2 separate regions of the Pelodiscus sinensis genome follow, and region 1 is linked to region 2. Evidence: chromatin contacts called from public Hi-C data. All regions are on one chromosome and are shown on one strand. The core of a region is the stretch at or near the end of the contact, and the rest is flanking DNA. Distances in the headings are between cores, read along the strand shown. Region 1 holds the start of TMX2 (thioredoxin related transmembrane protein 2). Region 2 holds the start of SMTNL1 (smoothelin like 1).

Region 1 (2,700 bases), core at 75-2,574, 150 kb after region 2:
CTGGGCTACAGGTGCAGCAGACCTCAGCCCGGCCTGCTCAAGAGCAGGGGCAGAGCCCCTCCGCTAACCAGAGCGGCTGGGACACGGCAGCGCCGCACCACGGGCTGGAGACTCACGTGGCTGCCTGGCAACAGGGGAAGGAAACGGGATTTAGCCCCATTAACCGCATCAGAGCTGGACTGTGGCCCAGCCCCTGGGGATCCTACATGAGCAGCCAGGGCCTTGGGTGGGAGCAGCCTCCCCCATCCCACAGACGTCTGCCTCCCTCCCCTGGGCACCCCCCACCGCCCTGGGGCAGCACTGTTCCTGGGGCAGCACAAGAGTCTGGGAAATGGCTCATGCAGACCCAGTTGGGAGCAGGCTCTCTCTCCCCTCCCCCCCCGTCTCCATTGGCTACGAGCACCCATATTCCCCCCCCAAACATCTTCTTGCATCATGATTGGCTCCCAGAACTGCCAATCCAGTCATTCATACACACTGCCTCCCCCATAGGTTTCCGACTTCCCCATTGGAGGAAAGGGCTGACAATCCAAAAAACCTCTTCAGCCCCGCCTCCACCAGACCGTCTGTTTCGCCTATTGGGCTGGAGAAAACAGGCCCAGCCATTAATAGGCGGGGAGAGAGGCCAATCAGAAATCTGAGCAATCCGATTGGCCAGACCCCTAAAGGCCGCCCCCTGAACTCGATTGGCCAAAGTCCGCAAAGTCCCGCCCCCTGCACTCGGTACCTGGGAGTTCCCGCATTAGGTAGAAGGGGCCGCTGGCAGCCGCGGCCTTGCGGGCGGCGTCCTCTGCGCTCTGGGGCGCGGCGGCTGTGGGTGGCGGGCCGGCGCCGGGACCGCCCGGCTTCCCCGGCCCGAAGCCCAGCGCGGCGGCCGCGGCAGGAGGCGGCGGCTCAGCCCCTCCGAAGAGAGCAGAGAAAGGCTCCATCGTCCCAGCATGCCCCGCGCGTTCTCCTCCCATTGGCTCGGCTCCTCGAGGAGTTGACAGTCTGCCTTGTCCTCATTGGAGGGCGGCCTGTCCTATCTATGGCTGTGATTGGCCCATCTATTTTGAACTCCGCCCACTGTTTATCTCTGATTGGACAAAAATGCTACATTCCTCTGCCTGACGTGATTGGTTTTCTCCCATGCGCACTGTGATGACAATCAGGTCTGGCCTTTACGTCATTCCAAATTCCGATATCTGATTAGTCCCTCGCTCTACAAAGGCAGGCCCCCTTGAAATCCATTTAGCCAATTGGATGTGTCTAATTTTGAGGGGCAGCGGTATCAACCAATGAGAATGGGTCTTTCTTACAGTTCCTGTCCTCATCACGATTGGCATTAAGATTAGCCAATAGGGATCGGTGGAGCGTGCGCGGTCGTCCCGGCGGTGCGGGGCTGCTCAGTGGAGGTGAAGATGGCGGTGCTAGCCCCGCTGCTGGCGCTGTTCTACTCGGTGCCTGGGCTGTGCCGCTGGCTGGCGCGGCCCTATTACCCGCTCTCGGCGCTGCTCTCCGCCGCCTTCCTGCTGGTGCGCAAAGTGCCGCCGCTCTGCCAGGGGCTGCCCACCCAGCGCGAGGATGGGAACCCCTGCGACTTCGACTGGGTGAGTCCCGAGCCCCCCTGCCTCCCCCCCCCTGCGACTTCGACTGGGTGAGTCCCGAGCCCCCCTGCCTCCCCCCCCCCTGCGACTTCGACTGGGTGAGTCCCGAGCCCCCCTGCCTCCCCCCCCTGCGACTTCGACTGGGTGAGTCCCGAGCCCCCCTGCCTCCCCCCCTGCGACTTCGACTGGGTGAGTCCCGAGCCCCCCTGCCTCCCCCCCTGCGACTTCGACTGGGTGAGTCCCGAGCCCCCCTGCCTCCCCCCCCCTGCGACTTCGACTGGGTGAGTCCCGAGCCCCCCTGCCTCCCCCCCCCTGCGACTTCGACTGGGTGAGTCCCGAGCCCCCCTGCCTCCCCCCCCCTGCGACTTCGACTGGGTGAGTCCCGAGCCCCCCTGCCTCCCCCCCCCTGCGACTTCGACTGGGTGAGTCCCGAGCCCCCCTGCCTCCCTCCCCCCCCCCGCGACTTCGACTGGGTGAGTCCCGAGCCCCCCTGCCTCCCCCCCCCCGCGACTTCGACTGGGTGAGTCCCGAGCCCCCCTGCCCCCCCCCCTGCGACTTCGACTGGGTGAGTCCCGAGCCCCCCTGCCTCCCCCCCCTGCGACTTCGACTGGGTGAGTCCCGAGCCCCCCTGCCTCCCCCCCCCCTGCGACTTCGACTGGGTGAGTCCCGAGCCCCCCTGCCTCCCCCCCCCCTGCGACTTCGACTGGGTGAGTCCCGAGCCCCCCTGCCTCCCCCCCCCCTGCGACTTCGACTGGGTGAGTCCCGAGCCCCCCTGCCTCCCCCCCCCCTGCGACTTCGACTGGGTGAGTCCCGAGCCCCCCTGCCTCCCCCCCCCCTGCGACTTCGACTGGGTGAGTCCCGAGCCCCCCTGCCTCCCCCCCCCCTGCGACTTCGACTGGGTGAGTCCCGAGCCCCCCTGCCTCCCCCCCTGCGACTTCGACTGGGTGAGTCCCGAGCCCCCCTGCCTCCCCCCCCCTGCGACTTCGACTGGGTGAGTCCCGAGCCCCCCCTGCCTCCCCCCCTGCGACTTCGACTGGGTGAGTCCCGAGCCCCCCTGCCTCCCCCCCCTGCGACTTCGACTGGGTGAGTCCCGAGCCCCCCTGCCTCCCCCCCC
Region 2 (2,700 bases), core at 191-2,690:
ACCATAGAGATGTGCCGGGACTCCAGGGGAAGGAGGGGAACCCAATTAGAGCATAGAGCTGGTGGAGGACCGAGGCTAGAACGTACCGGATGTGAGGCGGGAGAATGGGCGCAGCCATGTTACCATAGAGTGCTAGTTGTTGCTAGACAAGCCGGGAGGTCTAATGAGCCTAGCGTAGCTGAAGGAGCAGTGCCCCCGTCCGGTGGGGGGTGGGCGTTGCAGGGGTTCAGCCCCTTGGTGGGGCGCAGGGGAGGGAGAGAGGCCCCCAAAAGCGGGCAGGTTGGGATCCCCCGGGGCTTCAGGGACAGCAGGGATGGGACCGGCTGGGAGAGTGGGGGGTTGAATGGGGGTGATTGCAGTGGGGGCTGCGGGCTGTGGGGTGACACAGGCTGTGGGGCGGGGTTATGGGGTGGGGGTGATTGCAGTGGGGGCTGTCGGGCTGTGGGGTGACAGGCTGTGGGGAGGGGTTATAGGGTGGGGGTGATTGCGGTGGGGGCTGTCGGGCTGTGGGGTGACACAGGCTGTGGGGAGGGGTTATAGGGTGGGGGTGATTGCAGTGGGGGCTGCGGGCTGTGGGGTGACACAGGCTGTGGGGCGGGGTTATGGGGTGGGGGTGATTGCAGTGGGGGCTGTCGGGCTGTGGGGTGACAGGCTGTGGGGAGGGGTTATAGGGTGGGGGTGATTGCAGTGGGGGCTGTCGGGCTGTGGGGTGACAGGCTGTGGGGAGGGGTTATAGGGTGGGGGTGATTGCAGTGGGGGCTGTCGGGCTGTGGGGTGACACAGGCTGTGGGGAGGGGTTATAGGGTGGGGGTGATTGCAGTGGGGGCTGCGGGCTGTGGGGTGACACAGGCTGTGGGGCGGGGTTATGGGGTGGGGGTGATTGCAGTGGGGCCTGTCGGGCTGTGGGGTGACACAGGCTGTGGGGAGGGGTTATGGGGTGGGGGTGATTGCGGTGGGGCCTGTCGGGCTGTGGGGTGACACAGGCTGTGGGGAGGGGTTATGGGGTGGGGGTGATTGCGGTGGGGCCTGTCGGGCTGTGGGGTGACACAGGCTGTGGGAAGGGGTTATGGGGTGGGGGTGATTGCAGTGGGGGCTGTCGGGCTGTGGGGTGACACAGGCTGTGGGGAGGGGTTATAGGGTGGGGGTGATTGCAGTGGGGGCTGTCGGGCTGTGGGGTGACAGGCTGTGGGGAGGGGTTATAGGGTGGGGGTGATTGCAGTGGGGCCTGTCGGGCTGTGTGGTGACACAGGCTGCGGGGAGGGGTTATGGGGCGAGGGTGATTGCAGTGGAGGCCTGTCGGGCTGTGGGGTGACACAGGCTGTGGGGAGGGGGTCATGGGGTGAGTACATAGGGGGCCGGCTGAGGGTGGGGCTGTGACGTTATTTGCCATAGGCTCCCAGAGTCCCCTGTCCACGGAGGCGGATCAGGCCAGGAGCAGAGCCTCCGGAGCCTGGGCACAGCCAGTACCATTGTGTCGGGCACCATCAGCCCCTCTCTCCCTTTGAGCCCAGGCAGGCAACACCTCTCGCCATAGGCCCCAGAGAGAAAGAGCAACACTATAGTGTGGACCCCACCGCCAGTGGAGCTGAGGTAGGATCTGTCCGATCAAGCCCCATACATTTCATAAGTACATGCCCTAGCCTGGCTGCCAGCCTTACCACCTGCCTGCCATTAACAAATGCATGGGACTCTGTGTCCTCCTAACAGCTGCTGTTGGCCTCTGAGCCAGCGATGGTCAGAGCCTTGTACTAAATACAGAGCCAGGCAGCTCGTCCTTGGCAGTGTGTGCACCTGCTTTGTCGTGCCCCGCCCCTGTATTACACATGGGGAAACAGGGGCAGAGACTCGCCCAAGTTCAGAATCAGGACTGAACCCAGTTCTCCTGACTCCCAGTTCCCAGCTCTACCCACCAGAGCAGCATTTCCCAATTTAATTTAGCCATGGAACCCTTTTAAACTCAAAAGAATTTTGCAGAATCCCTAATAACAGTCTAATAGATGGACATCAGCACTGACTAGTGACGTCATCATCCCCACTCTCTGGCTAAGCTGGCATTACACAGGGACACTTATTGTGGCAAACACAAATGAAAATTGTTGTCAATAAAATTAATAAATGCTTCAATATTATTTTTTTAATAAGAAAATGTTATTGGAATGGAATTTTCGTGCGGAACCCTTATTTTTACTTCGGGGAACCCCGGGGTTCCGTGGAACACCATTTGGGAAACACTGCTCGAGAGCATGCAGCCTTTGCCTTTAGGAGGGAGGCATCGGGTATGGCTAAGCCATAGATGCCAGGGGAAGGCAGGTAACAGCTGCAGAGGGAGCTGCCTGGGCACTGGATTGGGTGGAACCTGCCCTGTCTTTTCCTTCTGCCCCATTTATGACCATCTCGCACAACAGTGTCTCAGCCCCAGCATCTGGCCAGGCTGGTGAGCCAGGCCCCAGAGCTGCCTGCCCTTGAGGATAGAGACCAGTTGTGCTACCCTGGGTGGCCTGGATGTTCCCCAGTTACGGGGAAGGGGGAGAGTCTCCTTCCTGATTGGCTGGAAAACTGAGTCCCGCCTGTGCAGTGGGAAGTAACCCCCAAATCCAGCAGTGAAGTACCTGTATCTCACGGGTTTGGGAGGGACTGAGGACTCTGCTATGGTCACCCACCTAGGGGTGCACCTGTAATTCCTAGGCCTGGCCACAGGGT

Evidence for each region. Hi-C and Micro-C count contacts between places; a contact is called where the count stands out from the background.
Region 1: a contact with region 2 is called in a Hi-C map of an unstated tissue, with 3 times the contacts expected there. The contact joins the promoter of TMX2 here to the promoter of SMTNL1 in region 2. A contact is called at or near these places in 3 of 5 Hi-C or Micro-C datasets (liver and an unstated tissue).

Annotation. Positions count from the first base shown.
Region 1 is chr4:128,614,854-128,617,553 of ASM4963464v1, forward strand. It overlaps TMX2 (thioredoxin related transmembrane protein 2), which reads left to right and starts at 1,325. Exons shown (of 8, transcript XM_075928620.1): 1 at 1,325-1,589. The coding sequence starts at 1,401. MED19 (mediator complex subunit 19) reads right to left here and starts at 1,055. Exons shown (of 5, transcript XM_014571181.3): 1 at 728-1,055. The coding sequence starts at 962.
Region 2 is chr4:128,464,561-128,467,260 of ASM4963464v1, forward strand. SMTNL1 (smoothelin like 1) reads left to right here and starts at 1,441. Exons shown (of 10, transcript XM_014571231.3): 1 at 1,441-1,590.